2 separate regions of the Mus musculus genome follow, and region 1 is linked to region 2. Evidence: chromatin contacts called from public HiChIP or PLAC-seq data. All regions are on one chromosome and are shown on one strand. The core of a region is the stretch at or near the end of the contact, and the rest is flanking DNA. Distances in the headings are between cores, read along the strand shown.

Evidence for each region. HiChIP or PLAC-seq counts read pairs in DNA pulled down with a chosen protein or histone mark.
Region 1: a contact with region 2 is called in an H3K4me3 HiChIP or PLAC-seq map of bone marrow-derived macrophages, with 3 times the contacts expected there. The contact joins two enhancer-like sites. A contact is called at or near these places in 4 of 39 promoter capture datasets (the C10 cell line, the HPC-7 cell line, hematopoietic stem and progenitor cells and 1 more), 4 of 484 Hi-C or Micro-C datasets (the AML12 cell line, the HPC-7 cell line, embryonic fibroblasts and 1 more), 4 of 115 datasets of contacts at active chromatin or transcription factors (bone marrow-derived macrophages, embryonic stem cells, microglia and 1 more) and 3 of 9 other capture datasets (adipose tissue, liver and pancreatic islet).

Annotation. Positions count from the first base shown.
Region 1 is chr11:109,408,880-109,414,524 of GRCm38.p6, forward strand. No RefSeq gene overlaps it. Among named protein-coding and RNA genes, the nearest start is that of Amz2, 14 kb to the right of the region's middle. Within about 2 kb of position 1,957, at least 8 of the 459 cell types and tissues checked have an H3K27ac peak or open chromatin away from gene starts, as enhancers often do. A contact at or near this core is called in bone marrow-derived macrophages, where this site is marked.
Region 2 is chr11:109,245,839-109,251,590 of GRCm38.p6, forward strand. It overlaps Rgs9 (regulator of G-protein signaling 9), which reads right to left. Exons shown (of 19, transcript NM_011268.2): 10 at 4,189-4,218; 11 at 3,141-3,202; 12 at 2,226-2,339; 13 at 615-730. Among named protein-coding and RNA genes, the nearest start is that of Gm39440, 29 kb to the left of the region's middle. Within about 2 kb of position 1,308, at least 20 of the 459 cell types and tissues checked have an H3K27ac peak or open chromatin away from gene starts, as enhancers often do. A contact at or near this core is called in bone marrow-derived macrophages, where this site is marked.

The sequences.
Region 1 (5,645 bases), core at 707-3,206, 160 kb after region 2:
CAAAACACAGGCTTTGTTTCCTAAAAGTTGGTCTTTCTTTAGCATGGTCCTCAAGCAACCAAGAAATTTTTGGTAATGATTCTGTAGAATCAGCCAGGGTGGCTCATGCTTTAAATCCTAGCATTTGGGAGGTAGAAGTGGGCAGAACTCTGCGAGTTTGAGGCCAGCCTGGTCTCTATAGCCAGCCAAGGCTATGTATGTAGTGAGGCCTTGTCTTAAAAACAAAACAAACAAACAAACAAACCTAAATTTGAGCTTTCACGTGGATGAGGTGATTCATGTCCATCATCTCAGCATTCCGGAAGCCAAGGCAGGAAGGGTTTCCACAAGTTCAAGGCCAGCCTCAGCCATGTAGTGGGCTTGAGGCTTGAGGCTTGAGGCCAGCCTGAATTATACAATACTAAGATTCTATTGAGAGAGAGAGAGACACACAGAGAGACAGACAGACAGACATAGAGAGAGAGACAGAGACAGAGAGAGAGACAGAGACAGAGAGACAGAGAGAGAGGCAAGTGAGATGGCTCAGTGGGTACAGGGGTGTACTATATGAACTGATGGCCTTAGTTCGATCCCTGGAACCTATGTGGTAGAGAGACCTGACTCCCACAGATTTCCCTGTGGCCTCTACATGTGTACTGTGGTACATATGCATATGTGTGCGCGCACACACACACACAAATGAATAAATAAATAAAATAACAAAATTAAAGACAAAACAGGGACCCTGATGATCAAGGGACTTGCTGCACAAGCCTGAGGGCTTGAGTTGAATTTCTGAAGTCCACCTGGTAGGAGAGAACCAATTTATGCAAACTGTCCTCTGATCTCCATGTGCCAGTGTGGACACATAGATGCACGTGTGCACATACACAAGTAAGATAAGCAAACAAAATGGGTGCAAATAAAAAATCAAAGCAAAATGAATTTGAGCCTTCAGCCAGGTGGCGGTGGCCCAACGCCTCTAAATTCTGCCACTTGAGAGGAAGAGTTTGAGTTTGGGGCTATCCTGGTCTGCATAGCAAATTGGTCAGCCAGGGCTATACAGTGAGACACCGTGTTCAAAACAAGCACCACACACACACACACACACACACACACACACACACACACACACTTGATGTTTCTAATGAATTCTAACGATGTACAGAGTCCATCCCAGTATGGGTGGTGCCACATCTAAGCCTGTGGTCCTGGGTTCTGTAAGAAATCAGGCTGAGCGAGCCATGAGGAGCAAGCCAGTAAGCAGCTCTCTTCCATGACCTCTGCTTCCTCCTGCCTCCAGGTTCCTGCCTTGAGTTTCTGCCCTGACTTCCCACAGAGATAAACTGTGACCTGAGAGTTGTAAAATGACATAAACTCTTTCCTCCCCAAGTTGCTTTTGGCCATGGTGTTTTATCACAACAGTGGAAACCCCAATGAAGAGCATTAACCTGTGTCGTGGCCATTTTAACCCCAGAGGTAGACCCAAGAGAAACGAGAACATTCACACGAAATTTCGCGCATGCGTATTTGTAACAGTTTTAACTTACGACAGTCAAAATAGTACTGGAACCCTCAATGTTTAATAGCTGATGGATGGGTAAATAAAATAGTGTGTAAACTATGCCATGGACTGCACTCAGGATCCAAAGAGATGGAGTGCAGCTGAAGCTGAAACGCAAAACGACTATGCAAAGTGAAAGAGGCCAGTTACAAAATGATTCACCATTAACAATCAGACCACCCGGTCCTATTAGTAGGAAATGTCCAGAATATGCAAATATACAAATATGCAGGCGGCAATGGAAACCGGATGAGTGTCGGTGGAGGGGGCTTTGAGGTACATAGAGTCCCACTGTCACAGTTGTGCAACTTTGTAACTGTACTAAAGACTACTGAGTAAGTTTAGAGTATGCAAATCATAGCTTGGTAAGGCTACTGAAAAAAAAAATTGAAGAGCCAGCTAACCTCCACAGCAGAGTGCTTGCTCAGCATGTACAAGGTCCTGGGGCTGGCTTGTTCTCTAATGCTGAACTAGGAGGGACGGGGCGGGTTGGGGGGAGAGAGAAGGGTGGGAAGGGAAAGAGAAGGAAAAGAAAGAAGGGAGGGAGGAAAGGAGGAGGAGGAAGAAGAGATGGAAAGGGAGGAGAGGAAGAAGGCAGAAGAGGAAAAAAGGAGGAGGAGAGGAGAAAGGAAAGAGGGGGTATGGCAGGGGGAGTGTTGGTGATGTTTCAAAGGGCAAAGATGCTAATTCTGCCTCAACCAGCCCCTGAAAGCTCAGGATCTAACAGCTTGCTGGATGCGTGTTAAAGAGTTCAAAAGCCTACAGAGTGTAACAGAATTTACTGTGTTTACTGCACCAGTTATGTGATGGATGACTTTAGTGACAAAGTGGACTGTGTGCCGGGCATGGTGGCACATGACTTTAATCCCAATACTCCAGAGGCAGAAGTTGGCAGATCTCTGGTGACTTCAAGGCCAGCCAGCCAGGGCCACATAGTGAGACCCTATCTCAAACAAAACAAAACAAAACAAAACAAAACAAAACAAAATGACCAAGAAGATCTACTTATAGAACGGAATTTAAGGTGTTCATAGCCAGACTAGAGCATAGAAGCCCATATCATTAAACTAAGGTAGTATTTCTGAGATGCATTTGAAAGAACTAGAAAGTACTTGTTTTCGTTCACCTAGGCAGATCCAGGGACATTTGGGTGGAGGAGAAGGCATTGGGGCCAAGGCTTTAAGGATACTAAAATACCATGCCAGATGTGGCAGATCGTGTTGGGAAGGCCAGAGATAAAGGAGGTTGCCCCAAGTTCAAGCCAGGCAGGGCTACAGAGCAAAATCCTGTCTCTAAACCCACAGTAGCACCAAACAATCACAACAAAGGCTCTCGGACGTGAGGAACAGCGCAGGCTGCATGCTGGTTACATGGGCCAGCATGGTTAGGAGGAAGCTGAGAGCTTACCATGTATGGAGCTTTGCCTGGGCTGGCACCTAGATTGGAGCAAGCTTCTGTGAGGCACCAAGAGTATAGAGGATGGGCCTGGCTTCACCAGAGAAGTCCCCTAGGTAGCAGGCAAAAGAAAAATATGGCTGGCTGAAGAGAGAGGAAAGAGAGACACAGACAAGGAAGAGGACTCTATGGAGAGAGGTTGACCTGAGGTACAATGGAGCTTATGGCTGGGTGGGGGGGGTCACAGCAAGAACTCTAATTGGGTTTTGGAAAGTAGGAAGGCAGTGTTGGGTTGATTTTTTTTTTTTCACTGCTGTGACAAACACAACTTAAGAGAGGAAGGCTCTGTTTTGGCTCACAGTTTAAGAAGGGATACAATCTGTTGTAGAGGGGAATGCATGTTGGCAGGAGTATAAAAATGGTCAGTTACACAGAAGGGAAAGGATCTCGGTTACCAAAACTCAAGGCCCCTCCCCAGTGACTCACTTCTCTTATCTAGCCCCCCCCCCCCACACCCCGTACTGGTTTTCAGCCTTCCAAAAGCGTGCTACCAGGTGATTTTGCAGACCTGCAAATTCAGTCCCATGTGGGTAGGTGATGCTGCTAGCTCAAGAGGTGGCCTGCCCCCATTTACCACAGCAATGATCTCTGATCTACCAAGTATTTAAACATGAGAATTTAGGGTGGACATTTCTCATAAGAAAAAATAAATAAATAAATAAATAAATAAATAAAATTCACGTTAGAATAGGAGGTTATGATAGTGTGACAATACAGGGATCTGGGGACGTGGGCAAGGGGCCTGCCCTTGTTCACCTTGGAACACAAAATGCACTTAGTCTGATCTCTGACAGCATACCAAATATTAGCAGTCGCAATACCATTTCAAAAGCCCAACGTCTCCTCTGAGTCTCAGGCAGTCCCTTCACCGTGAGCCAGCTCATGTATGGTGACACAGAGTAGACATTCCATTCCACATGGGAGAAACAGGATATCAAAGATCAGACTAGGAGCTGGAACAATGGCTCAGTGGTTAAGAACACTTGCTGCTCTTCTCGAGGACCTAAGTTTGGTTTCTAGTTAGTACTCATGCCATGGAGTTCATCACAGCAACGGAAACCATAAGACACCAAGGCAAGACCAAATCCAGCAGGGAAAATACTAAACCTTGTAGTTCCATGTGGAGCATCCTGGGTGGACATCTAGCATCTCTTGGTGGCATCATTCTCTGGGATCCAGTGGACTAAGCTATTCATCCAACTTAACCACAGTTGTATCTCCTTAAGGACATTTAGCCTCTGACTTGGGCAGGCTCCACTCCGAGTCTGCTACTTCCCTCCACAGATGTCCCACAGTCCTGGAGTCTCCAACATTATGGGTGTCTGAGGCATCTTAGGCCTTACCCTCACAGCTTCACACACTGGCCTCTCAAGGCCTCCTTGGAGGAAATCCCACACTGCCATGCATTGCAATGCTTCAGGGGCTTTCCAGAACTTTCCAGAACCTGGTACAAGTTCCATGACCCTACAACCTCCATTCTCCAGCCTGCAAAATCAGTACCATGTGGGCAGCATGCACCTTCTGTTCTCTCAGTATCACGTGAGCAGGGATGCCTCTAGCTCAGGAGATAGCCTGCCCTCATTTACCACAGCCGCAGTGATCTCTGAGTACCTGGTTTGAGGCTGAGAAATGCTTCTATAGGAGATATATATATTTTAAGAGCAGGAAAGTCTTTAAACCCATTTTCCTTTCAAATGAATTTGGATGCCCTAGAGTCATGAATACCCTTGTCGCAAGGCTCCACTAACAGGATTAATATCTACAGGTTCTAGATTAGGATTGGACATTTGTGGGGAGGGTGCTGTGAAGACGTGTCCTCATGTCTCTAAAATTCCCTAACATTAAACATGTCACTTCCCTGCCCTCAGCTCAGCAACCCCCACTTCCTTTTTCCCTCCAGACAGATGCATCATTTTCTCCATAGGGCTATCTGTGACCTTTCAGACTCCTTCCTTTCCCTGACACTACCCACCCACCCACCCTTCGCATGAGTCACCAAATCTCAGCCTCACAGTCCCAGAGCAGAAGGGAAACTCCTTATTTCCCTCCTCACCTTCCATGGAGGAGGCTAAGCCCTAGAGAGGCAGCGACGGGCCATGGCCACCTAGGGCACGGCAGGACAGCGGTCCAAGCCCCTACCACGCTGACCATGCAGATGACTGAGGGTGAAGTATTCTCCATCCTTAGCTCCATCCCTGCCGCCCCTTTCAAAGCTCAGCCTCGAGCACTTCTCAGGAAAACTCCAGAGGTCTCCCAGGTGACTGCCCAGTCTTCCTTTTGGTCCTCTCTCCTTCAACTTTCTGTCCCCACTGCACTTCTTCCATCATGACAACCTCTTGGGAGATGGCTTCAGTATCTCCTGGTGACCAAGAGGCAAGGCCGCTAGTTTGGCGAACCTTTATTGAACATATGTTCTGGGTGAACTGTTGGGGGATGAGGCAGATGCAGGCCTCGCCTTCAGCCAAAGCCTGTTGCATATTCTGCTGAGGCCTGGTATTCAGGCCTCTCCCCTTCTTTTTCCTGCCATCCACACAAGCCCTCTGCAGCCCCTGTGTCCATCGCAGCTAGATGTCTGCATGTCTGCACCTTCAGGGTGATGTGCTAGGTGGTCAGTGTGCCCTGCCCTTCGGATGCCTCTGAATCCTGT
Region 2 (5,752 bases), core at 58-2,557:
ACACACACACACACACACACACACACACACACCTCAGAATGCAGTGACTTTCTGAGCCTATGGAAAATGAAGGTCCTGGACCCAGGTTAGACTCTTACTCCTGGGAAAGCAGGAGATCCTGTTTAGACCTTAACAAGGTATGGAAGCACCCACTGCAAAACTCCTAAAAGTCTAGGCTGGCCATGAAAGGGAGAGTAACTTTTTTTAAAAGACTCGTGCTGGAAGGAGGGGCTGCTTAGTCCCTGAAGTCTTTGCCATGCACCCACCAAGCTGTGGGTTCGAGCTTCAGCACCCTTTAACACCAAGTAGAGGGTCTCATGCATGTTCCCAGCACTTGGGATGGAGAGTCAAAAGAACCAAGAGGTAGCCTGGGCTACACGTAATCCTGTCTCAGAGAGGAGGGAAGGGGAGGGAGAGAAGAGGAATTAAAAGAAAGGGAGGGAGGAAGGGAGGGAAGGAGGAAGGTAGGAAAGAACAGAGGTAGGGAGGGATGGAGGGAGGGAAGGAGGGAGGGAGGAAGGGAAAGAGGGAGGAAAGAAGGAAGGAAGGAAGGAAGGAAGGAAGGAAGGAAGGAAGGAAGGAAGGAAGGAAGGAAGGAAGGAAAGAGAACTCACCACTAAATTCCTTCTTGAGAAAGTACTGGAAGCTCTGCCGACCCTTGGGGTCTCGAATCAGTTCGCTGAAGTTGAAAGCCCATCTCTCCACTCGCATCTTGGTTGGGATCTCCACCCTGCAAGGATGGTGACTGGTAAATGTGGCACTCCCTGGGAGACAGGGGCTGTACTTAGCCTCAGTGGGAGTGATAGGTCTACCAACCTTCATGAGGTCCTTGGCCAATGTCTCCACCTGATCCCAGTTTTGCTCTGCCCCCTAGCCTCTGCATAGACACACAATCCAAGTTGCCACTTACTAGGAGGACACAGCCTCCAAGTCCCCTGGGGTTCACACCAGAGATGTGGCCTCCCAGAGCTGAGGGAGAGTCACAACCCAGTGGATCCCTGTTCTTCAGGGGTAAAGATCCCCGTCATAAAACAATCTATGAAGGCTCAGGCTGCCACCTTCAAGCCAGGTTAGAATTCCAGTGACATATTGGTCCCTGGATGCTGTGGTCACAGCTACCAGTCAGCATCTGTCACTCACCAAGACTTCCCTTTTACCCTGAATGTGCACGAATGTTTGTGACAGCATTTGTCATGATAGTTACCACTTGGGAAAAGCCCAAATGTCCTTCTCTAGACAGACGGGTTCACACAGGGAAGTTTGTTTATACAAAACTGAAACAAAATGCTACATCCTGCTACAGTGTGAATAAACTCTGAAAGTTTAGCAGGAAGTGAAAAATGCCCAATGAAAGACCACACATCCTATGATGTCATTTACAGGAAGCATCTAGAATAGAAGAATACGGATAATCAGAAAATAGATTGACCACTGACCATCTAGGGGGAGGGCAGGGAGTGGAGATTTGGGGGCACCAACAACTAGAGGGTGCAGATTTGTTTTTAAAACATTGTGGTAGAGATTATATTCCCCTGTCAATATAACAAAATTTTAACTGTACACTTTAAATGGGTAAATTGTATGACATATGAATTACAACTCAAAAAAAAAAAAACTCAAACTTGATATAGGGCCTGGTGTATACCAGGTTGGCTTTGAACCTGCTATGTAGCTCAGGAACCTTGAATGCCTGATCCTCCTGCCTCCCAGGTGCTGGGGTTACAGGTGCACCATTATATTGTGTTGGGGGTCAAATCTGAGGCTTCATGAATTCTAGACACTCTACCAACTGAACCACAGACCACCCTAAAATAAAGCACATTTTGGGCTGAGGAGATGGCTCAGTGGATAAAGCATTTGCTATAAAAGTGTGAAAACCACTTTGGGTCTCCAGAACTCATGTAAAAACCTAGCAGGTGTGGTAGCCGCCTGTAAACTGCCCCCTCAGGAGGCAGAGACGGGATCCCCAGGGAAAGCTAGCTAGGTAGACTAGCCAGAACTGGAGAACTATGGGCTCAGTGAGAGACCACCACTTAATAAACAAAGTGTAGATGGGTGGAAGGAAGACATCTGATACCAGCCTAAGGCCTCCATACACATGAACACATGGACCCACACACCTGGTCTCAATCATACACACGTGCAAACACATCACACACATACACTCGACAAAATAAAATCAAACAAACCAGATTTGTTAAAATTTCAATGTTTGAAATACATACAATTTGGCATTTAAATCCCAGAACTGGGTGTCGTCTGTTATCCAAGGATTGCTTGGAAGGCAGCCGGACATGATGGCGTCATTGGACGAGAACTGCTCGCTGTACTTGACAATTCTGAAAAGCAGATAGAAAGAGGGCTTCCTAGAAATCCAACCCAGAGAGCCCGGATAATTCCATGGCATAATTGGCCTGCCTGGCCTCTCTTCTGGTATCGGCTTAGTTACATGTCTATTACTGTCTTCTCAGAAAAAAATGTGTGACAGCCCTGGGATGGGAAGCTATTTAGAGAGATCTGTCCTAGTGTGATAGTGCTGTTTTTCTTCCAGTCCTGTCCCCTTGTCAATTTTCTGTCCCTAGTTCAAACATGGCTTTGTCACATGTCATAGGAAGATTTTACATTCCAAAGTTGACTCAATCTGTGTCTTGGTGTCCATTTTAGAAGCTGCAATTGTCACAGATGAACCAAGACCACTGATCTTCTAGATTCCACCTCTGGAACCAATAATGCCTATGTTTGGGAACTTCAGTGCACTACTGGAAACCCTTTGGCCTCAAGCTAAGTGGGGCCTTCTGAGTTCATGCATTTCCTGATGTCTGAGACAGAAGCAATGCTCTTATCTGTGTGCAAGGAGAACCACGGGTTCTTGCCATGAATTCTGCCCATAGCCATAGGCTTACTTTTAGGGAAGATGGATCATTTTTTAAAAAAACTATTAATTTGGGAAGGTATAAAGGCTATCTGAAGATTTTTATGAGACCCTGACCTGTAACCTAATGTTGGAAGTCAGCAGTGACAAAATATGGTTCATTGGAACCTACGGTCAGTTTTCACGTTGCCTGTCATGTTTGACTTAAAGCAGACATTCTCTTACACACCTATCATTCGTGATTTAGCAAGACAAATCAGGGACATACCCTCCAAGAGACACCGAAGACTTCACTGTGGACCTCATTAAGGCCTGTTGGTAATACATGATCTGGAAAGAGAGACGGCTGTTAGAAGACAGCTGTGATTGTTAGTCACGACTCGGGAATCACTTGACAGACAGACAGACAGACCTCTGGGGATGTCTATGTGGGGATTTCTAGACTGGGTTGTGATGGGAGGCCCCACCCTTAAAGTGAACAGCACCAGGCCACAGGCCGGGCTCCAGGATTGAAGACACCGAGGAAAGTCAGCTGAGCAGCAACTGCATTCATAGCTCTCTGTTTCTTGACTGTGGATGCCCTGTGACCAGCTGCCTTGTGCAGTGCTGCTGTGACTCCCGCTTGCTCCCATGGTGGACTGTATCCCCCTAGAACTGTGAGCCAGGTAAACCCTTCCACCCTTAAGTTGCTTTGGTCAGGCAACAAGATAAGTAATATGATCTCCAACTCCCCGCCCTTGAGTACAATTAACTCTGATATTACAAAGATCCAAGGCCATGTATCTACACCAATAGTGTACTCTACATCTCTAAGTCAGGGCTTGGGTTCACACTTCAGACTTCTGGTCAATATTCTCCTTAACCCATCGTGTGCCAGTTTGAGAAAAACCAACAGCTGGGGGGCGGGGGGACGGGACACAAAATGTCCAAAGGAGGTTTGAAGTGAGATGGGGAGATATCCGTTGAAGTCCTGCAGAGACCGACCAAAGTAGATAGCTAGTCACCCTGCTCAGATTCCAAATGGATTTGTAAGAGTGGGGTCCAGTTTGGGGATGCACAGTCTTCTCTCCCACAGTCCTCCCTGACCATCCCTCAGATGTGTGGCTTCAAGGGACATTTCAGATCCCAAGCCTTAGCATCTGCTCCATTCAGACCTCACCAAGCATCCTTTGCTGCCCATTGATTTGGAAACAACTGTCTGAACAGTACACATGGATTTCATTTCATTACTTGCATGTGAAGCATAAAGCCACGGTACGCATAATTTGTTAGAAGACTTTAAAACCAAGCTTCCCTGGAACTGGGAGACTCATTACCTCTTTTCTGACAGCAGTGACAGTTTGTTTCTGTAAAACAAAGAAGAAAAGCCATTAAATCGGTGCCATTAAGTCGGTACGGTTCAAATGTCCATTTGAAAAAATAGGAAACATTGCCCGTGAGAAAACTGCTCTTCTCCCCATACTTAAAAGTCGGGATCCCACCCCCGCCACCGTCTCTACCACCTCTGCCCTACTCTGTGCCACCAACAGAGACGAACGGCAAAAGGAGTGGCCAGGGAAGGGATATAGTTTACCGCTATAGATTTATTCCTAAAATCCAAGGTGAATTAAAGACCGAGTTTGGAGTTGGCCTTGCTCTCCCATTCTGGCCCATTAGAAAGGGCAGAAAATGGAAGATAAAGAGGGTGACCTGGGCTAAGACAATGTCTCAGTAGGCAATGGCTTAGTAGACATCGGCTCAGTAGAACTTACCAGGGCAAGCCTGGCAACCTGAGTTTGATCCCTAGAACCTACATAAAGACGGAAGGAGAGAACCAACTCCACAAAGCGCATATATGTCACATGCTTGCTTGTTTGTCCACTGGACACAAGCTAGAGTCACCTGAACAGACAGAACCACCATTGAGAAAATGCATCTATACAACTTCCCTGCGGATAAGCCTATAGGACATTTCCTTAACTAACAATGGCTGATGTGGGAGGGTCCAGTACAGCGTGGGCAGTGCCACCCTGGGATGGTGGTCACGGATGTATAAGAAGACCAGCTGAGCAAGCCACAGAAGCAAGCACTCACTGTGACCTCCATGGCTTCTGCCTTCTGTTCCTGCCTCCACATTCCTACCTTGCTTTTCCTCAGTGATGGGATAAGCTGAAATAAGCCCTTTCCTCTTCTGTTGCTTTTTGTCATGGTGTTTTATCACAGCAAAAGGAACCCTACGGCACCATGGAGAGTACACATAGACACACACACACACACACACACGCACACACACTGAAGATAGATAAAAACTGAATCACTAGAAGCCATCTCTCCCCGACGCACAGCAGGAGCGACAAAGATCTCTATCTTTGAGAAACCGGCGTGGACCCTGAGCCTGTGTTTCTCTTCTTACCAGCAGGAGCTTTGAATAGATTGTGAGATTCACTCTCAGGCACTCATAATAATTTGACTGACATCACAGACTGAAAACAAAACAAAAAAATAATAACATGGCCATGTTTCTAAAATCAAACCACAGGACTAAAATTAAAAATAAGCCCCACAGCCTAGTCTCAAGTGTTGGCCTGTGATGTGGGGAGCTCACACTGCGCCCCGTGCCCTTGCTATCAAAGCAAGTTCACAGTGGGGATGAGCCCCAGGGTGTCCTCTCTCTCTCTCTCTCTGGACCTTCTGAGTAGAGATAGGGAACTGGGGGGGGGGGGGTGTTCCATGCAGGCTTCCCCGTCTTTCTCTAGCTGAAGTCTCCCAGGCTACAAGCCACAGAAGCAGGTCTCTTGGGTCCACCTTTCTGTCTCATGCCATCCTGTGAGGGTGGGACTGTGGGAATCTCAGTCTTGGTTTTCCGAGATGTGGTTATGTCCAAGGGCAGTTTGGTGCTGA